Linked DNA regions of Mus musculus: all the other regions are linked to region 1. Evidence: chromatin contacts called from public HiChIP or PLAC-seq data. All regions are on one chromosome and are shown on one strand. Each heading gives the region's core, a stretch centred on a gene start, on an enhancer-like site or on the middle of the called end of the contact. The rest is flanking DNA. Distances are from core to core; before and after follow the strand shown.

What was found. HiChIP or PLAC-seq counts read pairs in DNA pulled down with a chosen protein or histone mark.
Region 2: a contact with region 1 is called in an H3K27ac HiChIP or PLAC-seq map of extraembryonic endoderm stem cells, with 9 times the contacts expected there. The contact joins two enhancer-like sites. A contact is called at or near these places in 1 of 15 datasets of contacts at CTCF or cohesin (large pre-B cells) and 2 of 115 datasets of contacts at active chromatin or transcription factors (extraembryonic endoderm stem cells and large pre-B cells).
Region 3: a contact with region 1 is called in an H3K27ac HiChIP or PLAC-seq map of extraembryonic endoderm stem cells, with 4 times the contacts expected there. The contact joins two enhancer-like sites. A contact is called at or near these places in 1 of 484 Hi-C or Micro-C datasets (liver), 4 of 115 datasets of contacts at active chromatin or transcription factors (embryonic stem cells, extraembryonic endoderm stem cells, large pre-B cells and 1 more) and 1 of 9 other capture datasets (embryonic stem cells).
Region 4: an H3K27ac HiChIP or PLAC-seq map of extraembryonic endoderm stem cells shows a contact between it and region 1. The contact joins two enhancer-like sites.

What each region holds. Positions count from the first base shown.
Region 1 is chr12:77,494,693-77,502,229 of GRCm38.p6, forward strand. No RefSeq gene overlaps it. Among named protein-coding and RNA genes, the nearest start is that of Gm35240, 55 kb to the right of the region's middle. Within about 2 kb of position 3,894, at least 5 of the 459 cell types and tissues checked have an H3K27ac peak or open chromatin away from gene starts, as enhancers often do. A contact at or near this core is called in extraembryonic endoderm stem cells, where this site is marked.
Region 2 is chr12:77,028,098-77,035,634 of GRCm38.p6, forward strand. No RefSeq gene overlaps it. Among named protein-coding and RNA genes, the nearest start is that of Gm35189, 23 kb to the right of the region's middle. Within about 2 kb of position 2,609, at least 4 of the 459 cell types and tissues checked have an H3K27ac peak or open chromatin away from gene starts, as enhancers often do. A contact at or near this core is called in extraembryonic endoderm stem cells, where this site is marked.
Region 3 is chr12:77,055,637-77,063,173 of GRCm38.p6, forward strand. No RefSeq gene overlaps it. Among named protein-coding and RNA genes, the nearest start is that of Gm35189, 4.3 kb to the left of the region's middle. Within about 2 kb of position 4,970, at least 189 of the 459 cell types and tissues checked have an H3K27ac peak or open chromatin away from gene starts, as enhancers often do. A contact at or near this core is called in extraembryonic endoderm stem cells, where this site is marked.
Region 4 is chr12:77,082,543-77,090,079 of GRCm38.p6, forward strand. No RefSeq gene overlaps it. Among named protein-coding and RNA genes, the nearest start is that of Gm35189, 31 kb to the left of the region's middle. Within about 2 kb of position 3,604, at least 112 of the 459 cell types and tissues checked have an H3K27ac peak or open chromatin away from gene starts, as enhancers often do. A contact at or near this core is called in extraembryonic endoderm stem cells, where this site is marked.

The DNA.
Region 1 (7,537 bases), core at 2,644-5,143:
ACTAGAGTAAGATTTAATTGTCCTACACACACACACACACACACACACACACACACACACACACACACACACGCACAGACTTGGTAGAGCTTCACTCCACCAGCTTAGCCAATGTTTGTCCAAGTCTCTAATTCTTTATTTTGAAATCTTTCTCTTTGGAATACCAGGAATATTTTCTATCTCCTGACCATCCATTCTAGGACTTTAGATAAGAACTTGGTAAATATCAGGGAAAAAATGTTTGTATGTTTGTATGTATGTATGTATGTATGTATGTATGTATGTATGTATATTTGAGCTTATAGGTGACAATATTTTTGCACATCTGCATTTCTCAGACTTTTATACTATATTTTTAAGTAAAAAATTATTTAAACATATATAGATATATGTATATACACATATTTAAAATAGCAACTTCACTTAAAAGTTGTAGCGCATCCATACAGTACTATGCAATCGCTTAAAATTATTTCTCCGAGGAACAGTGTAGGCATGAGAAAATGTTCATGGTATGATGAGAAGTGAGAAAAACAAGTTAGGAAGCAGCAGGAACAGCGCAGCACTATTTTTATAAAACAGCCATCTAAATGAAAGACTTTACACCAAAGTTTTAACTGTCGCTTTCTTTGAAAGTAGTTGAGATTATAGGTGACAGATTTTTTTTTTTTTTGCACATTTGTGTTTTTTGGGCTTTTTATATCATGTTTTTAAGTTAAAAAAAACTATGTAAAACTAAAAATAATATGCAAAGTGTCTGATACAATTTCAATAAATGATAGCTCCCTCCCACGTTCACTTAAAGTGATTTGATCTCATTTTATGTTTTGAATAGAGAAGTTACATTCAACATCTTACAAATACTAAAGTGAAAATTCTCCCTCCAACTTCAGCCTTCCAGCCATCTGCCTATTTCTCATGGGTAGCCAGTGTTAACCATTTCTTTTGTTTGTTTGAGATGGGGTTTCTCTTTATAGCCCTGGTTGTTCTGGAGCTCACTCTGTAAACCAGGCTGGTCTCGAACTCATAGATATCTACCTGCATCTGGCTACCCATGAGTGCTTCTGTAAGCACACACATAAAGCCATGAGTGCTTGTGTAACCACACACATAATGCTGCAATCATTTCACTACTTGCGGAGACACCACTCCATGTCATTTTTGCTCTTGATCAGACCCTAAGTGTCCTCCAAAAGTCCATGTAGTAAAGGCTGGGTCCCTGTCCAGGGCTGTGGAAGCACAGTGGAGACAGCAGGGGGTAAGGCCCAGTGGGAGGTCTTTAAGTCCTTAGGAGTGTGCACCCAGGGGTTGTGGGGCTGTGTTGTCTCTTCCTTCTCACTCCCCAATCCTGGAGCAAGCTCTTCTGTTGTGCCAGGTGCCTTTACTGTGGGGTGCAGCCTCACCACAAACTTAAAGACAAGGCCAACCAGCCCTGAGCTGGAACCTCTAAGCCAAAATAAACATTTTTCTCTATAAGTTGCCTAGAGTATTTGCTCTAGCAGTGTGAAAGGTAATTACATCCTTGTATAGAGATATTAGAAAAATATTTAAGTTACCAGCATTGACTTAAACAGTCTCTTATTGGTTAAGAGCTAGAAAGAAGGCAGCTACAGAGGCAAGGACCATCCGCCCATTTCTGGTCTCCTCTAGGCGTAAATCCAGCACCCCCTTTACAGGCTCCAGTCAGATTTATGCCTCAGCATCTGAAGTTGAGAACTCATACCTATGCAGACGACCGTCTTTTTAATCTTTTTTTTTTTTTTCAATACCACGATTAGATTCATTCTGAAGCTATTGTGGTCTAGACCCTAAAACTTGTAAGCTATGTCTTTAACAGTCTGCTTCTATGAGTCCCTCTGTCTGTTTTGCTGCTTATTTTATCTCTGTCTCTCACCCTGATTCTTCTCTGGAGAAATTCATACCTTATGTATTGCTTAGAACTATTTTTCGACATCCCATTTTTCATCTTGGAGGACCTGAGAGTCTGAGGCTTGTTACTCAGTTTTACACCTGGCTGAAAAATAAGATCCAGTGCGTGACAACCAGGGACCAGGTCAGAGGTCTGTGTGCTAGTTAGTTTTTGTCAATTTGACACCAACTACAGTCACCCGGGAAGAGGGAATCTCAGATGGAATGGCCTCCTTCACATTGGCCCGTGGACATGTCTATGGGGGAATTTTCTCAATTGTTGATAGGTGTGGGAGAGTCCCTGTGAGAAGTAGTATCTCTGGGCTCCTGGTCGTGGGTTGTATAGGAAGCAAGGTGAGCAAGGCATAAGCATCACTCTGTCATAGTTTCTGCCTCAGCTCCTGCCTTGAACTCCTGCCTTTAATTCTCTCAGTGTTACCTGTTTGTAAATATCCTCCCTTTCTCCCAGGTTGTTTTTGATCATGGTGTTTATTATATCAACATAAATCTATCAGCAACAGTCTTGGAACCCTGGTAGATGCTTGGGAATATGGCTGTGAGGGGCTGGTTGAGGAGAGCTTACCTGACAGTGGGTCTTTGGGATAGAAGTCTTTGCTGGTAGCTAGGAGAAGGTAGTTGAGACCTAAACCAATAAGAACAGTTTAATCTTGTCCTCACATGGGGCCTGAAAGAGAGATTCATTGGGTAGTGGGTGAAGTTCTTAAATGAAACTGATGCAGAGTGAATGCTTACTAACATGAAGCATTCAACTAGCTTCTGCAGTCTCTTCGGTTATATTTATAGTGGTTCTGCCTCTGTTGCTAGGATCACTGTGTCATGTGGAACTTCTCATCTCTATCACCTGTGGTGTTTTGTTTTGTTTTGTTTTGTTTTCCTTCCCAGTAGTCAGCCTATAAACTAGAGGGCAAATCATTGAAACTCAACAGTTTAAACTGGGGTATTCACAGATGCAGGTGTCTGGTTAGAGTGACACACAAGAAAGGGTTCAATCAATGTTGTCTAAACTGAACTGCTCTGGGTCAATGAAAGCCCTCTGCGGAACCACAGGGGAAGGCGCGTGCCCTCCCTCACTGGAGATAATGGCCTTGGGAACAATTATTAGCCTAATTTCTTTTTACATCAATGCAGATTTGATGCCTGGTAATATATGTGTTGTACCTTTAATGGCCTTTTAATGATGAAGAGGATCAAAAGCGTTTTAGATCTGAACCTGCACCATTAGTCTCCATTCCAGAAATTCCCTGTAATTACTGCAGCTGCTTCTCGGAGCCCCGCAAGAGTGACCAGCTTTGTGCGTGTATCTGCTCAGTTAATCACAGTCAGCCCAGAGCCCAGGCTGACATAGGTTCCAGGAGGTGCTTACTGAAGGTGGAGGAAGACAGAATAGGATGATAGATGGACTGACAATGGGAAAGGGGGAAGGGCTGAGTTATTCTGGGCCCAGAGTGTCAGGATCCCTTAGCCATGGTCCTCTCATCTTTCCTATAAAGCATTCTGGACTTTGCATGGCTCATGGGTTGATACAGAACCTTTTGGATTCTATATTGGAGATAGAAAAGGTTTGTGATGATTTGCATTCTATCCCATTACATCACGAGTGTCCATTGGGTCAGGTGAGGTTATGAGACATGTGGCTGACACTGGCCTCTCTCTAGGACCAATAGGTTCATGTAGACTGTTAGAGCTCAGGGTGCAGCTCACACAAGGCAAATGTCAAAGGAGAATGACATTTCCTGGAAGTGGAGGTACTCAGGTGTTTGGATTGTGTGCTATTTGATCTCCTGACCTTTGCCTCTGGGATCCACTGACTGCCCTTCCTGTATCTGAGAGGCTGATCACTGTATCAACCTCCCAGGCTCTTGTGTCTTGGCATCCAGTTGGCTTTAGTCATAGGGAGAATAGGCAGCAGATTCGAGGCATGAGAGAGATGAGAGGATTTCTTCTCTGACCCCCTCCACCCTCTGATATGGGAGCTCTGGCAGTAGATGAATACTCTGTCACAATAGGTCCTATCAGGAGGCACAGTCCTGCCTCCAGCTCTGCCTAGGTTCTGTTATCACGGTTTCTTTGTCCCAGGAGGAGGGGTGGGTGGTATGAGAGTCTGTTATTGCTGATCCCTGGATTCTTCCATGTTCTTATTGAGGAATAAGAATATTCTAATGTAATCCTTGTCAAATTCCAAACCCCCGCTGAATGTGCCTCCTTCAGGAGCCCAAGAGACAGATGAATTTCATCCATCTGTTTCTTTTTCCTAGACACACAAGAAGACTCATCATTTGAATAGCAAATATTACTCCCAAGATTGCATGTTGAAGACTCTGGTTTCGGCTTCTGTTCCAGAAGCTCATGGGAATTTACAGAGATAAGAGCTAGAGGAGGTAGCCCAATAGGAGCTTGCCTTTGAAGTACCCATATGTCCATGTCTCCTTCCTGTTTCTCTCTGCTGCTAGGCTACAAGATGAGAGTTATATCACTGAAATTCTAAGGGTGGTATGTTAAGTCAACTATGGTTAAATACCCTGACTCTTGTGCAGTAAAGGTATTGAGTGAAAGACCTCCTAGACCAGTCGTTCTCAATCTTTCTGATGCTGTGACCTTGTAACACAGTTCTTCATGTTGTAGTGACCTCCAACCATAAGATTATTTCCTTGCTTCTTCATAACTGTAATTTTGCTATTGTTATAAATCGTAATGTAAATATCTGATATGCAGACTATCTGATAGGTGACCCTAAAGGGGGCAGGACACACAGGTTAAAAACCACTGTCCTAGAATGAGGAATTCCTCAAGAAATAAATATAAGGAAGTATGCAATCTTCTAATGAGAGTTCACTAAGAGTGTAGCATCACTTTATTGTGAACAGAACAAGGATCTAAATTTCAGAGCTCTAGAGTTTAAATTCCCCACTTCTTACTATGTGGTCTTGGAGACATTACTTTCTCTTTCTAAGTCCTCATTTGTAAAACAGAGAAGGGTCTTCAGTGTGCAGATGATTTGCATCAGAGAGAGTTCCTTCTATTTTCCTCTCAGCTCTGAGTTCTAATCCTAGCTCCTCTAGCAACTGGTAGATAATTTCATTGTAGGCAGGTTTCAAATTTGTAATGGCCTCTCTGAATTCCCACTGCTGAACACTTGAACACTTTTCCCATCACTCTGGTTTCCTGGCAGGGAAGAGATTGTCTCAGGGCTCAGGCTTTCTTTACTCTTCACTTCTCTGCCAGCAGAGACTGCCTAGAGCCTTGTCATCTGACCAAGACCCATAGAGTGGAGCGCAGAAAGGCCTTGGCGTTTTCCAGGAACCAGTGTTGTATCCTAGAAAGCCTTAGCCAGGAGACCTCCAGCTTCTGCGTGAGTCAGAGGCCGCAGAAAACAATGAAGAAGGGCTTGTTAGAAACCCTTCAAACATGGAACTCAGCAAAGCCGGTGGCAATGGAGTAAGGACAGTGCTGGGGAGAGTCAATCAATGGCATGTACTGTATTCTTTTCTCTACTCTTCAGCATCTCATTGTAGGGCATGGAATCTCATAAGCAAGGCACTTGTTTCCTTTATTGTCCCATCCCCCTTGAGATGGCTCCTTGCTGAGCACCTCCAGCCTCCCTGCCAAATCCACTTTAGTGTCTTTCCAAGCCAGTCTAAGAAGGGTTGGGAGGGACAGAGAGAAATCAGATCCTGAGAAGCAGGCCTTGCCAGGGTGTCCTATCCGGGCTAGCCTGTGGGAATTAAACTCTACCCTACGTGCCTTTGCTCTGACCTCAATTTTTCAGTCCCAATCCTGCCCAGGGCCTTTCTGCACCTCCTGGGGAGTCTACGCAGGGAGGTCATCTCTCATTGTAGAGGGTATCTTCCCATCACCCGAGTTAGGAAGGTGACATATTTCCCTTTCCTCCTAAAGGTCAAACCAATTTACTCCGTGTGAGGGAGTCCAGTGTGCTTGTCACAAATGGCAGTTGGGCCCTGATGGATGTCAGGCATTTCAGTCACTCCCAGGCAGAGTCTCATCCCTTTTAGGTAAGGGTATTCAGTGGCTTCAGGCTGAAAGAGTGAGTCAGAGAGAAGGGTCAGAGGTCTGTAGTAATAACTGACTTCCATAAACCCTCCTGATTCTGGTATGTGGCAACTCTATCCTTCAGGCCTCAGTTCTCCCGTCAAACCCCAGTCACCTGGGAGCAACCCTGCTTTGTTAGCAGCAGTTTCTGGGCATCTGGCACTGGTGCTGGCGCTGCCCTTGGAGTTTTCTGGCCAATGATAGCGGCCATCATTTCCAGTGTCATGAGCACAGGGCTTGTTGGCATCTTTCCTGCCACCAGAGCAGGCTGCAAGAGGAACTTGGGTCTCCTTCTGTGGTATTTTTTTCTCATGACACACACACACACACACACACACACACATATATATGAGACAAGATATATATATCTCAAGATCTGAAAGCAATGCTAATATTAAAGTAACAGTACCCCCTTCTATGCTAAGGATTTTTCCTCATTTCTTCATTTCTCCTTATGAAAAGGCCCACAGCCATCAAATGACTATTCCAGAAAGGACCACAGGGATCTTTTGTTGGTTGATCACTAGAAAACATGGCTTTGGATGAGCCCTGGTCCTTCCCTGTGGCCAAGAGACAGTTTGATGATTGTTACCTTCTTGTTTTAGGGATCTGGCTCTGTCATCAGAACCAACAGATGATCTGGGTGTGGTGGTGTATGCATACAGTCTCCGCATTCAGGGTGCTGAGGCAGGAGGATTGTGAGCTTGAAGCCAGTCTGAGTCTTACACACACAATCAGCAGCAGCAGCAACAACAACAACAACAACAACAAAACAACTAAGATGACATTTTAAAAAAGTAATATTTCCACTGTAAAATTACATTAAAGAAAGCTCTTTCTCTATTCTTATGTGACACACACACTCCCCCTTATGTCCCCAACTTTTGGGCATCCATTTCAGTATGTCCTTGATCTCCCTGTCTGTGTGAGCACAGATGGCATTGCTTCCCTCCTACAGAGCCCTCAGTCACAGCTGATAGCAGCTGAAAGGAAGCATCTGACCCTCAGGCTCACACTCATAGACGGGCCACCACCAATGGCATGGCTTGGTTCCAAACACTGAACAGAGGGATACAGAAGTTGTGCTGGCCCTGAAAGACCACACAGGGGGCCACAGTGGCTGTGTTGGGACGTAAGGAGGAAGAACAAGCAGAAAAGGGTAGGGTTTGAAGGAGCAGGACAGTGGACCCAGACAAAGAGACCTGGGCTTGTGCAGTCACATTCCCAGAAGGAAAGAGGAGCCATGTGCTGTGCAGGTTCTGGTACCCAAGGCTTTGCCTGACCTCTGGCCTCCCCTGGGCAGCTGTGCCTGTTTGGCTTCTTCTGTCTGTCTTGTTTGCACTGACCTTCGTCCTGTAGGCTAACAACTTCTTGTTCAAAACTTTATCTAAAACTGGCCACATGCCTGAGCCTTGTTTTCAAACTAGGAACAAACTCTCAAAGGTCAGAGATTAACGTCCGAGTCCTTTGGAAAATCTTTCTAGGGAACTCGTGCAGATGACAGCCACTGAAATGCTGCGCTCAAAGGCCAAATGTAAGCCTTTTTACATATCAGCTGGCC
Region 2 (7,537 bases), core at 1,359-3,858, 470 kb before region 1:
CAGTATGTTTATCTCATGACTTCCAGAACCTGACTGTGTTGACTTGCATGGGAAAAGGGACCATGCAGATGTGATTGTTAGGGATCTTGACATGTGGGTATCACTCGGGTTTTCTGGTCTGGTGTGGACCTGAAGAGTTGAGACAGGAGAGCTGGTGCAATGACAGAAGCTGTGGCCGGACTGACACACTGTGACATGGGAAGAGTTAAGGTCCAGGAAATCCAGCAGGGCTCTAGAACAGAGGGTCTCAATCTGTGGGTTGTACTCCTTGGGGAAGTGCTCTACCTATCTAAAACCACTGGAAACACAGCTATTTACGTGATGATGCATATCAGTAGCAAAATTACAGTTGTGACATAGCAATGAATAATTGTATGGTTGGGGGGTCACTATAACATGAGGCACTGTATTAAAGGGTCACAGCCTTGGGACGGTTGAGAACCACTGCTCTAGAAAACAGAAAAGGCCAGGTCATGCATGATCCTGTTCTAGGGCTTCCAGAAGGATGTGGCCTTTGAAAGCCCTATCAAATCTGTTCTGGACATCTCTCCTCTAGAACTGTTAGATAATCAGTTTGTGCCATCTCAGGTGCTCGATTTGTAACAGAAACCCTAGGAAACTAAACTGGAAGCTATCTGGAAGAGAGACGCTCCTACCCAATACCTGTTGATCTCCAAGGTCAGAGAGCACACAGAGATCTTGCCTTGGGCTTTTCAATATCTCGTTTGAGGGTGTGGTGATTTAAGGGAAAATGGCCCCCATAGGCTCATAGGGAGTGCTTTGTTTGAAAGGATTATAAAGTGTGGCCTTATTGAAGGAAGTGTGTCACTTGGGGTGGGCTTTGAGATTTCAGAATCTCAGGTCAGGCCCAGTGGCTCATTCTTTCTTCCTGTTGCCTGCAGATCCAGTTGGAGAACTCTTGACTCCTTCTCCAGCACCAGGTCTGCCTGTGTGCTGCCATGATGATTATGGACTAAACCTCTGAAGCTGTAAGCCAGTTCCATTAAATGCTTTATAAGAGTTGTCATGGTCATGGTGTTTCTTCACAGCAATAGAAACCCTAACTACATAGGGTTTTGGAGATATACACAGACTGGGATTCTAAGCACAAAAGCTCTCCGGGATACCTGCCTTATAACAAGTTAAGTGAATGTCCAAAGTAGGTCTCTGTACTGTGTTCTCAGATTGCTTTTTTCTGCCCTGTGGGTCAGGCATGGCTGAGGCCCACATATGCAGAAGGCCCTGAGTTGAGAGCCTTGAACTCCTAAGAAGGCGAGCGAGGTCCTACGGAGGCTTCTCCAGACATGGACAGTACTTAAAAAAAAAAAAATTAAGGATGGCACCAAGGATTCCCATCCTGGGCCTCCATTACAGAGCCCAAGGGACGTGCTCTCAGTTGGTTTTGCACTGGAATTAAAATTCTGAAACAAAGATCATATGTGTGTGTGTTATGTGTGTATATATGTGTATTATATATGTGTACATGTTACATATATGTAGGTAACATGTGTGTGTGTGTGTGTGTGTGAGATGTGTTGTGTGTCTGAGCGTCCTACGTGTACCATGAGTCTGTAGATGCCAACAGCAACCAGAAGAGAGGTCAGATCTGTGGAACTGGAGTTACAGAGGGTTGAGAGCAGCTCAGTGTGGGGCTGGAAATCAAACCTGGGTCTTCTGCAAGGACAGCCAGTGCTCTTAACTGCTGAGCCGTCTCTCCAGCCCTGCACTGGAATTATTGCCAAAACCCCCAATGCCACGTGAGTTTTTCAAGCTTTAGCAACTTTCTTTAGTTTAGTCCACCCAGCAGTGACCCCAGTGGGCTCTCAGGGAGGGGGTTCTTCTCTCTGAAGCTGTTTGCTTTCTTTTCCAATTAAGTCCGGGACACTGAATGGAAATGAAGAGGACATCCCTTGAAACGCGCCTTTACAATGAAATGGGATATGAAAAGACTCCAATCCATTTTGGAGACAGTCTCTGCTGTCAGGAATCAATAGAGCCTTTCATTCCACGGTGTGCCAGTTCATAAAGTGAGAGCTACTCCAACTCCCCATTTAACATTTTCAAAGCTGATATTAAATCCCAGATTTTTATATCTGCTGTTGCCCATTTAGGACTGTGTTATAAATCTGACGTCTCTCCCCAGTTCGTGAGTTTGACAGTGCTCGATAGAAACTTTTATAATCAAGCTCAATAAAGAAGCACAAATCTCCACCTTGTGAGTTTAGCTTACAACAACCTTGGTAAATAACAGCTTCCAGGCTTGCTGTTTGTCAATATTCGTCATTTTTTAAAAGGGGGCAAATTGAAATACTTTGTACACTCTTAGCTCCTGGATGGAATTCAATAGTGACCAAGCATGGCCATGCATGTCCATAATCCCAACTCTTGGGAGGCAGAGGCAGGAGCGACCCTATAAGTTTAAGATCATCTGAGGTCCATGGTGAGTTCCAGCCAGCCAGGGACATGGGAAACCTGGCCCCCAAACCAGAATTCAATTAGATGTCTTCATTGTGGCAGCTAAAAAGACCAACTGTGAGGCGTAGAGGGTGGAGTGGAGGGTGACGTCTGGGCTCGGCTATCAGCACTGACAGGGATATAGAGCACAGGCCATTGTCTGGAAATCTTAAAAAACAAATTCCTCTTTGTTTGTCAGTATTTACCTCAGCACTGACGTGGGAACCCAGGCCCTCTGTCTCTCTAAATCACCCTTAGGCTGGAAATGGCAGCCATTTCCAGCCCCGAGCCTCCTTCCTATGAGCTCCTTCCACAGAACTAGAGCTTGGGTTGTTGTTGTTGTTTGTTTGTTTGTTTTTAATGATAAATGGAATTTTTCTTCAAGTAAATGAGACTCAGGGTTCTCCACTTTCCTATCTGCTAACAGGGACCAGAAACAACACTCTGTGTTATCCAGTCATCCCTCAAGGTCCATAGCCATCCCTTGGGGACACACAGATCTCCAAATCAAAAGATCTTTAGGTCCCTATATAACAGGTCATAGGATTTGTCTGTAAACTGTATACATCCCCTGTGTGCTTTAAGTCAACTCTGGGTTATTTGTAATACTTAATGCACAGCAAATGCTCTATAAGTAGCTGCTGTGCATACTATAGGGAATAATGATAAGAGATAAGTATATATCAACTAACAAGACCACCCAGAGCTCCCAGGGACTAAACCACCAACCAAAGAGTATACATGGAGGGACCCATGGGTCCAGATACATATGTATCAGAGGATGGCCTTGTCGGACATCAATGGGAAGGGAGTCCTTGGTCCTATGGAAGCTTGATGCTCCAGCATATGGGAATGCTAGAGCAGTGAGGAGGGAGTGGGTGGGTGGGGCAGAGGAACACCCTCATAGAGGCAAAGGGGAGAGGAGACAGGGGATAGTATAGGGGGTTTGTGGAGGGGTAACCAGGAAAGGAGATATCATTTGAAATGTAAACTAATAAAATGATTAATAAAAAAAAATATAAAAAGATGTATTTATTTATTGTATGAGTGCTTTATCTGCACGTTCACCTGTGTGCCAGAAGAGGGCATCAGATCACATTATAGATGGTTGTGATCCATCATGTTGTTGCTAGGGATTGAACTGTGGACCTCTGGAAGAGCAGTCAGTCAGTACTCTTAACCACTGAGCCATCTCTCTAGCCCCCATAAGTATATATGTTAAGAACAAACAGAATTAAAAAAATTTCAATCTGAAGTTGTTTGAATTCATGGGCATAGAACCCATACATACAGAGGATCAACTGTACGTATGTACATATGCATATTTATTAATATGTACCATGTAGCATATATACATAGCATATATGTTATATACAATATATATCTATACTAAAATAGTAGATATGTGTGAGGATGGTAGACATCAAATTCAGGGCAATGATCTTTCTGTCTGAGGATGAGAAAGGAAACATGAGAAGTAGGATTCCCAGAAAAAATAATGATAGTCTGTTGTCCTATTTTGTCAACTGAACAGAAAAAGAGATTTACTTATTATTTTATGTACGAGTGTTCTGCCTGTATGTATGCATGTATGTACACTGCATGCATGCCTAAAACCTGCAGAAGCCAGGAAAAGATGATAGATTCCCTGGAACTGGAGTAAATGAGGAATTGTAAGCCACCATGTGGGTGCCAAACTTGGGCCCTTTGCAGCAATAGCAAGTGCTCCTTATCGAGCTCTTCATTGCTGTTAAAACAAAAGCTAAAACAGGCTCTAGAGCTGGCACATCAGAGAAATGGGAAACGATACGACAGACTGAATGTCATTCAAATTCTACATGGGACCACGAGGCCTGGTTCCATGGCCTAACACTGTAGTCCCGAGGTATTGCTATGAGTCTGAGGTCAATATGAGATAGATCTTGTCAAAAAAGAAAGAAAGGGAAAAAAAGAGAAAAAAAGAGAAAAGAAAAGAAGAGAAGAGAAAAGGAAAGGAAAGGAAAGGAAAGGAAAGGAAAGGAAAGGAAAGGAAAGGAAAGGAACAGAAAACCCTGTCAGGTATATGGTACACACATTTAATCCCAGCACTCAGGAGGCAGAGGCAGAGGCAGAGGCAGAGGCAGAGGCAGAGGCAGAGGCAGAGGCAGAGGCAGAGGCAGAGGCAGAGGCAGAGGCAGAGGCAGAGGCAGAGGCAGAGGCAGAGGCAGAGGCAGAGGCAGAGGCGGCAGAGGCAGAGGCAGAGGCAGAGGCAGAGGCAACAGATGTCTATGAATTTGAGGCCAGCCTGGTCTACACAGGGAGTTCCAGTCCAGTCAAGACTACGTAGAGAGATCCTTTCTCAAAAAAACAAAAACAAAAACAAAAACAAAAACAAAAAAAAACAAACAAAAAAGCTCCCAAACAAACCCAAATCAAACCAACCAAACTCCACCAACACAACAAAATGACACAAAACAAAATGAAAACCCCCAACCTCATAGATTCCAGATGGTTCCTTCACTGTCCTCAGAGTGCTCAGGGGCTCATGTGGGGACAGGATGGACAGACAATGGATAATGAGAGGCAGATAGAATGCTGCCTCGTGCCAGCTGCTGGAAGCTGATTATTATTTTTATAGGAGTTTTGCAAGCCAACATTTAAACACCCACTATTAAAAATTAAAGTCTTTACATTTACAATTAGCCTCATTATATTAAAAAGGCAGTAAGCACTTAGAGCTCCTCGCATGGCAGTTACTTAACTATTGCATTATTCACACCTTTAGCTGCTGATACCAAAACAAAACAAAACAAAACAAAACAAAACAAAACCTTAGCGATCCTATCCTATCGGAACTTAAGGGAGGAAAGATCCATCTGGGCTCACAGTGAGGAGGTGTGGCAGGGCAGAAGAATTCCCATCACAGTAGGCAGGAGACAAGAGAGGGAGGGAGAGGACGAGTAAGGAGAGTGAGAAAGGACATGCCAGAAATTGGACCCCATGGAAGTATTCATACCAGGGAGATGAGGGTAGGGGCTACCCCACAGCTCCTCAAGCCCCCTGGCCCGGAGAGCCCCTAGGTAAACATTAGCAGCACACACTGACCAGAGAGCAACTTCTTCAGTGACACTCGTATTTCCACCATGATTGGAAAACTTCTAAAAAAAAAAAAAAACCCAACTGGATAGTTACAAGAAGTAGTAGGCAACTGGGCAGAATTTTCAGGAGGAAGTATTCTGTTCCCTCACATGTACCTGTCAGACTTCAAACTATCCAGCATCTGTCCTCTTCACTGCCCGCCCCCCCCCCCCAGGCAAGTGTGCATCTGTCTCTTGGGCATCTATTCTAATCCTGGAGGTAACAGCCTTGTCTTCTACTATCTCAGCTCCCACTCTTTTTTGAGACCTTGACTTACGTAATATGAAGTAAAGGAGTGTGGTGCTGGCCTACGGAACCTTGCACACACACACACACACACACACACACACACACACGTTCCATGCCTGCTGGCCAAATTCCTTGCCCCTTGGAAAGCATTGCTTCTGGGTTGTGTCCCTGTCTGGCAGGTCCCGGCAATCTGGAGCTCAGACTGAAGCCTGAGGCAAGTAGAGGCTGGCAGAAGAAGGACTTCCTGTCCTGTGTCCTTGCATCCACAGCTGAGCTGCTAGGACTACTTTCTATACCTCCCAGCTGGTGCTATAACAATTCCGCCTTAATTGTATGTGGCTTCTTGGTCTTGGGGGCTGTGTGCCTGCTAGAGCATAACTATGGGACAGGTTGACTGAAGGAGACTTCATCTATGCAGCTGTGGTGAAGCCATAATCCAGGCTACACGAAGACTTTCCTGCAGGGCAGCTTTGATGAACCTCCTGTCTCCAGGCGAACCCTCACATCTGCTCTGTAAGCAAACCCAATCAACTCATTGCTTTCCCAGGTTGACTGTCAGTGGAGTCAGCCTTCGGTGAGTCTCTGGAGTGTATAAGGAAGGAGTTGGTGTCCTTTAAGTCTCACCAGGGAGGAAATTCCTGAAACAGCTCTAGTCAAAGGGCAGCCTCAGCTCTAGAGGGGAAGCTGCTCTTGGCCCAGGGAGAGAAGATAGAAATCATTCCAGGAGGCCAGAGACATGTTCTTAAACTGTCACAATACCATGTCAGGTCTTGAAGATATTGATTCTCTCTCTCTCTCTCTCTCTCTCTCTCTCTCTCTCTCTCTCTCTCCCCCCCCCTTCTCTCTCTGATCTTTTCAAAGTCATTTCAAAAATAAGCTCCATGAAAACCCCTGTGTTAAATATCCACTAGTAGGAGGTAGATTAAACATAGTCTATTTTAAGAAGGAAAATTATGGATGGATAAAAATCATCTTGCCTTTTAAATCTGTGCCACAATAATTTAACCACCACCTCCTCCACCATTGTCCCCATCGTCACTACCACCTCCTTCTCCACCATTACCCCTCCTCTTCCTCCTCCACCACCACCTCCTCCTTCTCCTCCTCCTCTACCACTTCCTCCTCCTCCTCCATCCCCACCCCCAACTCCAATTGCAAGAGGTGGTTGGGGGATGTTTTTGAGCACTGTGTGTTCAGATATGGTTGCAGTCTTGGATATTGTCATTGTCAAGCATCTCCTGTCTCAAGGTTTTTTGTTTTTTTTTCATTCGATATTTCATTTACATGTCAAATGTTATCCCCTTTCTTAGTTTCCCCTCCAAAAATCCCCTATCCCCTCCCTACCTCCTGCTCCCCAACCCGCCCACTCCTGCTTCCTGGCCCTGGCATTCCCCTCTACTGGGGCATAGAACCTTCACAGGACCAAGGGCATTTCCTCCCATTGATGACTGACTAGGCCATCCTCTGCTACATATGCAACTAGAGCCATGAGTCCCACCATGTGTTTTCCTTGATTGGTGGTTTAGTCCCAGGGAGCTCTGGGGGTACTGGTTAGTTCATATTGTTGTTCCTCCTATGGGGCTGCAAACCCCTTCAGCAGCTTGGGTACTTTCTCTAGCTCCTTCATTGGGGACCCTGTGCTTCGTCCAATGGATGGCTGTGAGCATCCACTTCTGTATTTGTCAGGCACTGGCAGAACCTCTCAGGAGACAGCATT
Region 3 (7,537 bases), core at 3,720-6,219, 440 kb before region 1:
CTTGACTGCTTAATGTTCTTCCTTTGTGGTGATCTTTCCTTCCCCAAGGATGTCCTCTCTGTAGCTTGCTTCCCAGGATGGTTCACTCTGTTCTGGCTGCCGTTCAACCTCTCTGGAGAGGCCTCGGGCTTCTCTCTGGGGTCTGTCTGTCCATCAGCACAACCCTGGGGACAGATCTGAGACTCTCCTAGCTTTCTAAGCCATGGCTCATATCTGGCTACACACTTGCACACCCTCTGTTTGATGAGTTCCTAACCCCCTCCATGACCTTTTTCACTCCGTGGTCAAAGCCAGGGTCAGCCTATTATTTGCTCTTTAGAGTTTCTAGGTGGAAAACAGCCCCATGGGCTTCCTAAACTTCACAAGGAATGCATACTGAGTTCTCACAATGGATGATTTGAGGCCCCCTTTTTCATAAGCTTTCTAAGGTAGCCCCACTGTCCTGTCTCCTTCACAGAACACCAGAAAATGTCCACAAATATTCGGCCTTTATATCCAAACTCAGAGCCATCTTATTGCTATGAGCAAGTAGTTCAAGTCACAAATCTAGGGTCCTCTCTTGTCCTTCTTCCCAGATCCTTCACGATGGTTTGACACCTCACCTTGGAGTGTGAGCTCTTTTGTCTTTGCTCCCTAACAGAATATCTGTTTTAGTGTCTTGTTACATGTGTGCACCGAGCGAAGAAAAAAATGTCAAAGAGCTGCTCTAAAGGTAACAGCATTCTGAAAGCATCCACACAGGAGAATAGTGGCCGGAGCAGGACTCTTTATGCCTCACAGGGTTTGCTGAGATAAAGGGGGGGATGCTGTAGTTTCCCCCAGGGACTTGGAATCAACATTCAACTGAAGCCACCAAACTGTTTATAATCTTGTTTAAAAGGCTTGAAAGCTACAAAACTTCTCTGGAGGACTGTCCTTTGCTTTGCTGCTCTACCATGGGGATTAAACATCTCTCTCTCTCTCTCTCTCTCTCTCTCTCTCTCTCTCTCTCTCTCTCTCTCTCTCTCTCTTTCTCTCTCTCTCTCTTGTAGCCATGTCCATTGTGTGGGACTATGGGGACTTTATGGAGTTGCAGAGTGCCGGCTTCTGCATCTGGTGTTGGATTTGAACCAAGGGGCGTGTGCATGCTAAACTAGCACCACGGAGCTACACCCAGCCTGGTTATACAGAAGTTCTGAGGCTACTGCTGATCTTGTATTTACAGTTCAAAGAGGAAACTTTACTCTTTAAAGCTAGATCCGGGACAAAGAGTTGGGCTGCTTGGCAAGTGTTTCTGAGAAGGGAGCATGTATGGAGCAGAGGTGATTGTAGCTATCAGTTGTGGTTCTGCCCCTCACAGTTGGCTCACTCCAAGGTCACTTGCCTGCTGTTCTTGGGTACCAACCACTTCCTGCTCCTGTTTGAGCATGTGCTCTGTTCCTGGAAGAGCTTGTCCCAGAAGTGACCCTGACCAGTGGCTGTGGGTGCAGGGCTCTCAGGGACCATTCTGAGGAATGTGCTAAGCAAGTTCTCAGAAGGTCTCAGAGGGATTGAATCTCTTCTCGCTGAAACCTATTCGCTATCCCCTTACTGGCTTGCCTCTATAAAAAGGCAAACTTACAGGCTAGCAAGATGGCTCTGCAGTTAAGAGCACTGACTGCTCTTCTAGAGGAACCAGGTGCAGCTTAGTGGTACAATACACATCAGCACCCACATAGCAGCTTACAACTGTAACTGTAACTTCAGTCAAGGGATCCAGTGTGCTCTGCTGTTCTCCCCAGGCACTGCACATACACGGTGCACAGACATACATGCAGGCAAAATACCCATATATATGTGTGTGTGTGTATATATATATTAAAATTAAAAATAAAACAAAAAAGATAAACATACTTCTTTTAATTTGAAAATTTGTTTTCTTCCCTTCTTCTCTTTCTTTCTTTTTTCTCTTCTTTCTTTCTTTCTTTCTTTCTTTCTTTCTTTCTTTCTTTCTTTCTTTCTTTCTTTCTTTCTTTCTTTCTTTCTTTCCTCCTTTCTTCCTCCTCCTTCTCCTTCTTCATCCTCTTCCTCTTCCTCTTCGTCTTTTTTGAGAAAGTTCTCATATATCCCAGGCTGGTCTTGAACTTGATATTTGGCCTACCTTCACCTCTTGATCTTTAGGATTACAGACATGCACTAACAGGAGCTATTTATGGGGATGGAATCCAGAAGCTTGTTCTCAGGGAAGTTTGTGCAAGCTTCCTGGATTTGTAAGTATTTTGAATTCAAGCTTTGAAGTCTTAACTCTATAGTTGTCTTACTATCTCTGTCCACCTCAGCAGTCCCTAAGACAGGCCTCATATAAACCACACAGAGAGCAGCGCAGAGCTCCTTGGGCTATGGGCAAAACCCTAATTTAGAGATCTTAATTGACTTTACCCGTGATTTGGGAACCAGCCAGCGCTTCATTCAATCAAATAAAATATGTGTGCCAGCGAGTCAAGCAGTGGAGTTTAGCTTTATGGATATAAAAGCACTGAAGAAAATGGAAGAAGAAAAGTTGAAGAGGAGCTGGAGGAGGAGCAGGAGCAGGAGGAGGAGCAGAAGGAGGAGGGGGAGCAGAGGAGCAATAGTAGCAGAAGAGTGTCTTGGTCATTTCAAAGCTACTTTCCTGGTAAGCGAGGGAGTGCAGAGAGACAAACTAATAGAAAAAAGCTAACTGATTAGATGGTGATCCATCCACCCCTCCCAGAAGTCCAGATAACAACTTAGTTTTGGTTTAGTGATGGAGAATGTCAGTTTGATTTCAATTTTTCTTCTGGTCTGTTGAGTCTATACAGAGCTTAGTCCCAAGCGGTAGCCTCCTGTGATGTTCCTGTGACACTCCTGTGATGGTCCTGTGACACTCCTGTGATGTTCTTGTGACACTCCTTTGATAGTCCTGTAACACTCCTGTGATGTTTCTGTGACACTCTCATCCCTGGCTCACTTTTCCCACTTTCTCACTTTGTGGGATCACTGACCAAGCTAACTCCTTGTCCTCAAACCTTTGCCCCAGTGTCTGCTTCGTGTGTACTGGTGGTGGGGATTGAAGCTGAGGCAGTGACTCTGGAGAGCCTGTCTGTCTCTAACAGGAAAACATAAACTACGCTGGCTGAAACTGGCACTCCTCTGTCAATTCAGCTACTGGTGACAGCAGAAATTGTTAACAACTTCCGTTTACTGATAGCTTCCTTGGAAGGGATCATGACCCCATCACGTTCTCCCACACCCTATTCAGAGCAGTCTGAGGGGACTAACTATGCTCCTTTATCTTCTAGTTGAGGAAACAATGACACTGGGGCAGAATCTTAGAAGTTGCTAGTGCCAGAGTTGACATTTGACCTTGGCAAATTTTGTTCTGGAGTGCAAACTCTTGACCACATGATTAACTTTACAAACTATTAACTACTAAACAAGCCAAGGGTCTGGGAAGGCCTGCACAGTTCTTTGTGTGGTTTGTTGAAGCATCTTGGGATGACTGAGATGGTAACATAGGTATGGAGAGAGTTAAGAATTAGAAGTCTGAATCCAAACTACCTACAAACCCAAGGTCCTGGAGCAAACCGTTTCTCAGCTCTTAGCTTAAACTTCATTTCTAATGTGAGGTTCAAATGAAATGAAACCTATGGTTGATTTGGATGCTATAGGGGATACACCACAGCTTCCCACCACCCTTCTCAAGGGAGGGCTTTCCTTAATAACTTCCAGGGCACAGGTCTCTTTCCTTGAAAGAGTTAGCGTATATGGGTATAAGACGTGAATGAAGTAGCATGGTGTAGTTTGCCTGGCCCAGGTTTGCCTGTTTGTTTGTGCAGGACAATAGGCTTGTGTGATGATAGAACTTAGGATCTGATAACTCCAGTTTTTACTTTACTTTTAGTTGCCCCAAGATTCAGTTTTCTGGTCTGTGAAATGAGGAGAATAAAGGGAGACTTTGGAGCGAGTTCAGAGGTACACACAATGTGTTGGTCGAAATGTCATGGTCAGAGTAAGGGGTCTTTATTATTACTCTTGATTTTAGAACAGAAAAACAAACAAACAAACAAACAAACAAACAAACATGCAACCCCACTCAAAGATGTAGAAAGAGAAAAATGGAACCCACTGCCTTTAGGATCCAAGAATAGACTTACTAGCAATCTTCATCTGCTCAATGCAGGGAAGGCAGGGAAGTCCCTTAGTCACAGTTCCTATCTACATTCAGATCACACATCTCACCAAAGAAAAAGATAAAGATGGTGGAAGCCATGGACTGTCATAACCGCATCAACATATCTACAGCAGTGGATGCATACAGAGACTGTACTTAACAAACAAAAGTGAATACTTCCGAATCTCAGAGCAAACAAAATCGGTGCATATTGGGGGTGTGGGGTGTGGGGTAATGTCCCCAGCTGGAGAAGAGTCCGGGTGGCTACTTAGACTCTGCTCAGCAGCCAGGCATGGACTTTGAAAGTAGCTGGTCAGGGGTAGAACTTCAGGCAAGGGGTGGAAAGAAACAGGGAGGGGTGGAGAGAAGGAAGCAAGGACTCCTTACACAGCAGCACGAGGCTGAGGAAGTGATTTCCCCTACCCCGCCCCGCCCAGGGGCTCATGGGAGGGAACCTACTGGTTCCCCAGACTCGTGAGAACTCATGCTTCGGAGGGTCTTATAAGTGCCTTTTGGAAACTCAGCATTTGTTAACTTGTCACCGCATAAAGGCAGGAGAGAAGCCTGACATTTTTCTGACGCCTGAAAGCGAAAGAAGAAAGGGTTCTTACTGTCAGGGCCACATCCTGAATGACAGGGGTCAGTGTGTGCAACCGATCCGTGTGGGCGCAGGCTTCTAATTATTTCCTGGATAACCTGTTATCTATTATCCATCAGGCGCCTTGCCAGAATATGCTAACGTCTCCAGAGTTCCTGCTCTGGAGTCTGAGGAACTTGTTTTCATTTTTAAAGGGGACGCAGGCGTTGAGTGACAGCAGCTGGGTATCACAGTAGAAGGGCTACCCTCTGTTGGGCTTGAGCTGATAGAGAGCAAAGGCTACTAAGGTGTGGGTGGGACGGGTGGGGTCAGAGTGGGGCGCCCGAGGGGGTGAGGGGGCCCAAGCCCCTGGTCAGAAACAAAACATTTTCTCCTCAGGACTCCTTCCCTCAGGCTTCTCTTGGAGACTTGGCTGTAATCAGAAATGTCTGGAAATTTTTTCTGAGAAAGTTGAGTTTTCTTAGGCTGTAGTCATTTGCTGGACAAACACGGAAGCTCTTCAAAGAACCTTCTTCTGGGAGACAGGGAAGGGAGGATCCACACCCAGGCGAGCTATCAACTATCAGTCACACCCTGGCCTATATTTGTACTAAAGCACAAAGAAAAGTCAGCCAGTGGGAGGGGACCACAAATATGGGACATTGTTCTGTTTTCTAAAGATAGCCCTTGTTCATTTATTTAAAATTTGGAAAGTCCAGGAAAAAAAAAAGACTAGAAGTTGATTTCTCAGAGGCCCATTGTCCTTGTTAACATTTTGGCTTAGGATGTACCCCCTTCCGCCATGTTAATTTATACCAACCCTTGAAAGCCAGGACTTTTAAGCTAAAAATATAATGCTTCCCTTTCATTCTTTGGAAGCGTGGGGAGGGCAACGTGTTGTTTAGCGCTGGAGTTTAAGGTCAGAGTTCTGGAACCCTCAGAAGGCCCATGTTGCCAGGCTAAAGGTGAGCCCTGCTTACTCCCCAGGGCCTGGGATGGCTAAAATCCAGGGCCTTTTGTTTCAAACAGAGCAAGGGGGTTAAAAGAGTATTCCAGTTATCAAAAGCCCACAGACATGGGGCCAGCTCTCCACGGAAGCTTCCAGAAAACTAGAGAAGGTGGAACAAAGTTATCGAAGGTTCAGAAATCGGTTGAAAAGGGACAGATGAGGTAATCAGATACTAGGTGGTTCCAGATTTCTGCCATGGAGCAAATTCCAGGCCAGAGCTCAGGCACAGAAAAGCAAGCCAAACTCCAAGCTCTTAGCGGAGCAGACAGGCCAGGAGAGGCCGGGTGGTGGGAATTGGCCTAGCAGAATGTAAGGGAGGCAGGAATTACACAACGCTGTCTCAAAGGTTTGACGGGAACATTCTGCTGAGCACCAGGCTGTATGGGCACGGGATCATAGGCAAGGCTCCAGGAGATGACAGAAAAAGCAGTTTTAGGGGCACTTACAACATTATACTTTTAAAAATTAGGTTCTGAATTTTAAAAGATTTTTACTTTGTATATTCGTTTTGCCTACATGCCTATATGTTTTGCCTACATACGCTTGTGTGTCTGCTGCCTGCAAAGGTCAGAGGAAGGTGTCAGGTCCCCTGCAACTGGAGTCACAGATGATTGTAAGTCAGTCATTGTGTGGATGCTAGGGGTTGTATCTGTGTCTTCTGCAAGAGCAGTCAGTGCCCTTAACTACTGAGCCATCTCTCCAGCCCTAAATAAGTTCCTTTGGACAGAAGAATAGAAATATTTGTTAAAGAAGGCATTGGGTTGCTAAGTAGGTAACTAAGCGGGTTAGAGAGGAACTCTGAGCTTCATGTCTTAAACCTGTTGCTTACAGGAATCTTTCACACTAGTGCAGACTCCTTGAGAGGCCCTCAGAATGTCTGTGAGGTAAAATTGATTGGCATGTATCAACATTATTAGAAAGAAAAGTGAGACTTTGTTTAAACCTTTGTTTGTTTGTTTATTTTGATTTTTTTCGAGACAGGGTTTCTCTGTGTAGCCCTGGCTGTCCTGGAACTCACTTTGTAGACCAGCCTGACCTCGAACTCAGGAATCCACCTGCCTCTGCCTCCCAAGTGCTGGATTTACAGGGTATGTGTACCCCTATGTCAAGCAGTAATAACACTGTTTAAATGGACAAGAAATGATAATATACAAACTTTAATGTGAATACTGGCATTGATAGTTTTGCAAATCTCTTTAGCATCTGGCAGAATAGAATAGCTGAATACTTGTGTCCGTTTTGGGATTCAACACACTGGGACATGTTGTTTCAGTACAAGTATATGGAGAAAAAACTAGTCTCATTCAAATCTAAGATTTGGAAAGAGATAAATAGGGGCTACGGAGACAGTTGATTGGGTAAGAGTGCTTGCTGTGCAAGCAGGAAGACCTGGGTTCTAGTCCCGGAGTCCCCAGAAATGTAACGCACGGCCAGGTGCACTGTAACCCCAGCACTGCAGGGTGGAGAGAGGCAGATGCTGGGGTGCTGCCTGCCTCAACGCAGAGTCTGTGTTCAGCGAGAGGACTCATGTTAAGGTAATGAGGTGGGGAGCAATAGAGGAAGACATCCCATCCTCATCTGGCCTTTACACACACAGATGCACACACATGTATAACACAAACACACACACAGAGATGCACACCAACTCACACTCACACAGAGAGGAACAGGAGAAAGGGGAAATAGTTAAATAGCCTTTCCTGATTTACCAGTTTTCTTTTGATACCACATGAAAACAGAACATGAGCAAGTTTATCCTTCAGACACTGATTATGTGGAATCTGAAATCAGGTATTAAAAA
Region 4 (7,537 bases), core at 2,354-4,853, 410 kb before region 1:
ATCACAGTCAGCTATTGGATGGGTCACACGGCCCCCAATGGAGGAGCTAGAGAAATTACCCAAGGAGCTAAAGGGAACTGCAACCCTATAGGTGGAACAACAATATGAACTAACCAGTACCCGGGAGCTGCATATGTATCAAAAGATGGCCTAGTCAGCCATCACTGCAAAGAGAGGCCCATTGGACTTGCAAACTTTATATGCCCCAGTACAGGGGAACGCCAGGGCCAAAAAGGGGGAGTGGGTGGGTAGGGGATTGGGGGGGTGGGTATGGGGGACCTTTGGGATAGCATTGAAAATGTAAACGAGGAAAATACCTAATAATAATTTAAAAAATGTATAAAAAATTCTCTATAATGGCAAAAAAAAAAAAAAAAAAAAAAAGGAGATGTGACCTTGTTGGGGGGAAGCTTGTCACCGAGTTGTGGGGCTCTGAGGTTTCAAAAGCCCATGCCAGCCCCAATCTCTTCCTTCCTTCCTTCCTTCCTTCCTTCCTTCCTTCCTTCCTTCCTTCCTTCCTTCCTTCCTTCCTCTCTCTCTCTCTCTCTCTCTCTCTCTCTCTCTCTCTCTGCCTATGAAGAGATGTAGAACTCTTAGCACCATGTTTGCCTGTGTGCCACTATACTCTCCACCCTGATAAAGTGGACTAACCTCTGAAACTGTAAGCAAGCCTCCAATTGAACCCTTTCTTTGATAAGCATTGCCTTGGTCATGGTGTCTCTTCAGAGCAATGGAGCAGTGACTAAAAAAAGGCAGTGAAAAGTTTTTTGTCAGGGAGGTCTTATGATCAGAGTTCCATTAGAAAATTGCTGTGTGCAGTATGGTCTGTCAGAGAGATGCGGTATGGAAGTTGGCAAAACTAGAGTGGAACCTTGAAGGAAACAAGAGAGAGACCTCTGGCCCAATTATAGACACACAGGGCATGGAGCAGCTTGTGTCCAGAGATGAGTAGGAGATCTAGACAGGACTCAGTTATGCACTAAACTCGTGTGTGTGTATGTGTGTGTGTGTGTGTGTGTGTGTGTGTGTGTGTGTGTGTGTGTCGGTGTGTGGTGAAAGTGAAGATGAACGCAGATGAAGAATAGCTTTTGGACATGTCAAGTTTGAGGAGCCTGTGAGGAAAGATGGGGAGTCTGGGTTGCAGACAGGTGTCTTAGCATTGAGATGTCAAATGCTGTAATTTTGTTTTTCTTCACTATGATAGGCTTTAGGTATAGGACATCACTGGCCACTGAATCCTGGTGCGTGCTCAATAAGCACTGTGGTGAGAGAGCCAAAAAAAAAAAAAAAAAAAAAAAAAAAAAAAAAGATGCTCTCGGAGGGAGGGGCAGAGGGTGGGGAAACAAGACATGGCCAGATGACAATGCTGCCAGTGCCGTTGGACAAGTCAAAGGCAGGGAAAGGATCCAAAAGATTATGCCACTGAGAAAGCCCTTGGTGACCTGTGTAAGGGTGTTCTTCAGGCACGACTAACTCAGGAAGTTTGGTTGTGAAGTGGTATAAAGAGAAATGAATATAAGACGGGTGCAGTGACATGCACCTGTGATCCCTATACTGAGAAGGTGAAGGACGGAGGATCAAAAATTCAAAGGCCAGCCTGAGCTACATAGCAAATTTAAGGCAAGTTCAAGGCCAACCTGAGCTATATAGTGAGACCTAGTTTAAAAGGCCAAGGGATGGGGAAGTTGCTCAGTGGTAGAGTGCTTGCTTAGTGTGTACAAGACTCTGGGTCTGATCTTCAGCAAAACACACACACACACACACACGCACACACACACACACACACACACACACACACACACACGCACACACACACACACCACACACACACACACACACCCCTTTTACTTACAAAGTAAAAATAAGACTATGTTGTTGGTGGTAGGTATAGAAACTGACAGGTTGATTTTAAAATGTAGAGGACACTAAGGATGTAGAACAGCTAAAGGTGGACTTGGGAACAAAGTTGTAGCAATCCAGTACAGGGGTTCAGACCTATCAGGAAACTCCAGCAATTGTTAGAGTCAATTGGCACATAGATAATTTCATGATCAGAACTGATATGAAGATGGAAAATAGACTCATTTATTTTCAAGTACCTTTTACAATGGTGCCTGTGCCTTACACTGAGAAAATGATAGTCTTTTCAACAAATGAAGCTAGAACTCTACAGAATTTTCATATTTTAAAAAGTGAGATTTGGGGGCTGGAAAGAACAATTGGTGGGCAATCATAAGGACCAGACTTCAGCTCCCAGTACCCGGGTAAACACTTCTAGATTCAACGGATCTGACAGCATCTTATGGTTTCTAGACATGCACAGTTGATGTGTGTCAACCCCTTCTCCACGTGTGTGTGCTTATACTCAGACTCCTGAATATGTACACACTTGTGTGTATACACATAGGCTGACATACATATGTGCACACACAGGTTGGTATCCATATGTGTACACACAAGCGCACACACGTCTATACACATACAGTTGACATACATGTGTACACACACACAGGCTGACACATATGTGTATACACACACAGGTAGGCACCCACACAAATAAAATAAATTTTTGAGAAATGAGCCCCTCTTATCCATCACCATTCACAAAAATTGATTTGAGATCAAGCATAGCCTGAAATGTGAGGACTATGCTAGAGAACTTCCAGCAGAAAACACAGGACTCCGTCTTTATTACCTCAGAGTTGGTCAAGACATATTTTTTATAGATTACAGTAAACGGCAACCATAAAAATCCACTTTATCAAAGTTAAAGGTGTGCATATTCTTAAGGAAATGACTAGGCAAGCCACAGCATGAGAAGGAGTGCTTGCAAAACTAAGATGTAATCAGTAAAACAGAAAGCAAGCCCAGTGCTGAGTAAGAAGCAGGAAATGTGTTTCACAGAAGAGAGCACGTGAGACGCCTGGCGAGCATATGGAAAATATGAGCATAGCCCTCATTATTGGCATGGAAATGCCAATGACTATACTAAAATGACTACACACGAACCAAAATAGTTAAACTTAAGTGATAGACAATACCAAATGTGGATAGGGATGCGAAGCAACTGGAACGCTCTCACATTATTTGGAAGATAGCCTGGCAGCTTCTCATAAATGAGCACACGCTCTGTGACCAGCAATTCAATGATAGGAATTGTCCCAGAGAAATTAAAAAAGCAACGTGTCCACAAAAAGACGAGATGAAGTGTTCCTGGTTCTGTGTATACCTAGCTGATTATCTTTATTGATCAAAGTTTTCCAGAAAAACAGAACTATCGGCATCTATATGCCTCTATCTATGTCCTCGTTATGTATCTAGATAGATGATTTTTTAAATAAAGAATTGCTTCGAGTTGTTATGGAGGATGGGAAGCCCCAAAGACAACACTTGGTGAGCCGGAGACTGGAGAGTGGAGTTCCAGTCCCAGTCATACTCAGACTGATGTCTCGCTTCGAAGAGAATCTGGCTGAGAGAGCAAATTCTCTGTCAGTCTCTTGTTCTATTTAGGCTTCCAATGGATTGTTTGAGGGCTATTCACATTGGAGAGGGGAATCAGCTCAGTATAATGTTTAACCAACTATTTCATCACTTCCTGACTAGGAGAAAGGACACATAAAACCAGTTATCTCTGGTCCACCCTCTGTCAACATGACTGACTATCTTAAGCCACACGTACTCTTCAAATGGAGATGATAAAAATGTTAGAATTTTTACTAACATCATACAAATACCCTGCATAAAAACAAAACAAAAAGCCCCAAAAAAGCCCAAACAAAAAATCCCACTAAACTCTTTTCCCCAGAAGAGGAACTAAAGTCTTTGTGAGTATTTACTTTCTCTATGATATCTTGTAACTTAAATATTGTGGTGTAAAATTAATGATGTATAAATACTATGATATAAGGTCAATACATCTTCTGCTACATGGTAAGGGAATAAGATAGAGGAAAAGAAAACCACATTTAATATATAGGTAAATAGGAAGATAAGTTAATATCTATCATCTATGTATTGGTATCGTGTATACATGTATGTATGTTTGTATGTATGTATGTATGTATGTATGTATGTATGTATGTATCTATCTATCTATCTATCTATCTATCTATCTATCTATCTATCTACCTATTGAGAAAATGCAGTGGTAATTACAGCCGTCATTTGTATAGTTGGCCAGATAGTTTCATTCTGCTTCCCCAGTTACCTATTTTGTATTCTCCTGTCCTGATGTCAACAACCACATCAGTGTGCCCTAGTTCTTTCTTTAGTAGACTTATCCAGACTTGTATTCCTGGAGGTCTGAGCCATTCATAATTCTGACTTCATTGAATCATAGTTTTCTATTGACTTGTATCACAGAGCATGCCAAAAGGATTGTACACACTCACAGGTACACTGATATACTGTCTTAGGGTTTTATTGTTGTGAAGAGACACTATGACCCTAGAAACTCTTAGAATGGAAAACATTTATTTGGGGCTGGCTTACAGTTTCAGAGGTTTAGTCCATTATCATTATGGTAGCTTGCAGGCAGACATGGCACTGGAGAAGGAGCTGAGAGTTCTACATCTGGATTGTCAGGCAGCAGGAAGTGAACTGAGACCCACTTCCTCCAACAAGGGCACACTTTCTCCAACAAGGCCACACCTCCTAATAGTGTCATTCCCTATGGACCCAAGGGAGCTTTTTTTTTTTTTTTTTTTTTTTTTTTTGGTTTTTCCAGACAGGGTTTCTCTGTATAGCCGTGGGTGTCCTGGAACTCACTTTGTAGACCAGGCTGGCCTTGAACTCAGAAATCTGCCTGTCTCTGCCTTCTAAGTGCTAGAATTATAGGCTGTGCCACCACCGCCCAGCACAAGGGAGCCATTTTTATTCAACCCTCTTCCTCTGTCCTGATTTCATTGTAAAATAGGAATCCCATTTCCCTTTGTAATCAGCATCAACCACCTTAGCCATCCAAGAAAGTATCTTTTCTTTGTCTTTGATTCATGAGCACAGCAAACCCCAAGTAGACAGCGGCAGCCTTGACTTGTAGTATAGTAGAGTCATTGTTACGTCTCTTGGTGGAAGTAACTAAGACTGTTAGGGATCAGAACATAATACTGTGATAATAAACTTTTGTTAATGGGTCACATTGAGTGGCACAATTCATCTCCACTCCGTGACTTCTAGACCTTTGAAACCCTCTTAAGGAGACACAGTACCAATACAGTGGGGCACTAGTGGAACCTTGCTGTAGACTATAAGGTGTTGGAATCTGGAAGAGGGGGACACAAGGGTCCTATAATCTCCATCAAGGGCATGTCCCCAATGGTCTAAGATGTTCTAATAGGCTTGAACTTTTAAAGTATCCACCACTTCAGAATAGTGTCCTCCTCCTCTCTTTTTCCTTTAGCATTCTGGCCATAAAGTGATTGTACTCTCTGACATAGTGTGTTGCCTCACTAGAGGCCCAAAGCAACGGAGTTGATAAGTTAGAGACTATGATATGCAAGTGTTTGCCATTGAGCTATATATTCAGACTCTGGATGGAAACTGTGAACCCAAATAAACCTATCCTCTTTTTACAAGTTATCTTAGGCATTTTGTTACAGTATTGGAAAATGTACTTGCATCACCAGTATCTGGAAGTAGCTAGTGGAATGGACTTTGGAAGATTCTGTTACATGGAACTAGCCAGGACTAATTACATGACTAGTTACAGGACTAATTACAGTAATCCTTCTCAAACGGTTCCACCAACTACAGTCCCAAGCATTCAAACATACAAGCATATGAAACCACCACATCCTTGCTCATATGCCCCCTACCTTCAAATACCACTGTCTAGTTAATTTTCCATTATCATAAAACCTCACAATGGGCCTTGGTCGTCAGTGTGGGGGTGGGGGCAGGGAGGTGGAGAGATCTTTAAGGGATGGGCTCTAATAAAAATGGGCTAGTTCTTGCTAAGAGCATTACCCTTAGAAGAGATTAAGATAGTTCTCACGGAACCCTGGACTAATTCTAACAAGAGCATTATCAGAGAAACTAAATCAAATGAGCCTGGTCACACCCCAGCTTCTCTGACTTTCCATCTAGTGATTCAGTCTGGCAGTCTGACTTGCACAGCTGTCGTTGTGGTACCACCCCCCAGAAAGTCTCCACTAAAGCAAAACTGATGTCAGCAGCTTGCCCTTGAGACTTCAGAACTGGGAACTAAGTCAACTTTCTTCTTTATGAAGTTCCTTAGCCTCAAGAAGGTCATTATAACAACAACAAAAAGGCCAAAGGGAGTAAGCAGCTATTAGGCCAAAGATGGTAAAATAGAAGCCATTGTTACAGCCTCTATAGTAAGGCAAAGGATAGGCGAGTTTCTAGAAGGATTACAGAGATTAATGTCAACATCAGGATTTACAGGAGATAGCCTGCAACTACTCACGTTGAAGAAAGAGGAGGCAGACCTCAGTGGTGGAGCACTTGTCTAACATGCGTGAGGTCATGGGTTCAGCTTTTAACATAAGATGGAAAGCAAGAAAGAGGAGAGAGGAGAGGGGAGGGGGGAGACTGACAGACAGACAGAGGAGAGAGGTAGATAGCATAGCAGGTAAAAGTACAAGCCTGGTGACCTGAGTTTGAGCCCTAGACCCATGTAAAAGTAGACGGAGAGAACTGATCCTTCCACATAGTTGTCCTCTGACCTTTGCACGTGCATCATGGTGTGTGCACCCATACACATACATCATAAACACATGAACAACAGGGATAAATTTAAATGTTTAAATGAAAGTGCGCAAGAGAGGGAGGCAAGGAGGGGTGACGAAAGGAAGAAGGGAAGGAAGGAAAGAAGGAAGGAAGAAAGGGATGGATGGATGCAGAGGTGGTAATTCCCAGCACAGTCCCACTCCCTACACATATATGGTTTGAACAGAAGACAGGTGGATCTTTGAGAATGACTGTAGATTATTTAGATTACTATAAGCTTAACCGGGTGGTGACTCCAACTGCAGGTTCTATGCCAGATGCAGTCTCACTGCTGAAGAAGATTACAAGTGTAATTCATAGCTGGGCGTGGTGGTGCACGCCTTTAATCCCAGCACTTGGGAGGCAGAGGCAGGCAGATTTCTGAGTTCAAGGCCAGCCTGGTTTGCAGAGTGAGTTCTAGGACATCCAGGGCTACAGAGAAACCTTATCTCGAAAAACCAAAACCAAAAAAAAAAAAAAAAAACAAACCAAAACCAAAAACCAAAACTAAAACCAAAACCAAACCAAACCAAACCAAAAAACCCCAAATCAAATGTAATTCATTCCATGATACTTCTAGAAGCCTGGTGATGTGCAGGACATTTCCTCAAAGGAGAAAGATGAGCTTTTCCACCTGGCCTCTCCTGCAGTCACGAATGAGGAGCAGCATCCCTCATCTGGGAATAGCTTTGCCCCACGTGACTTGGAAAGTTACTGGTTTGCAGTGGAGGCGGAATGAGAAAGTAATCTGAAATAGTCTCATGTTGCTGTACAAACTGCTCTGCCAGTTTGTCACATGACCAGCTAATCT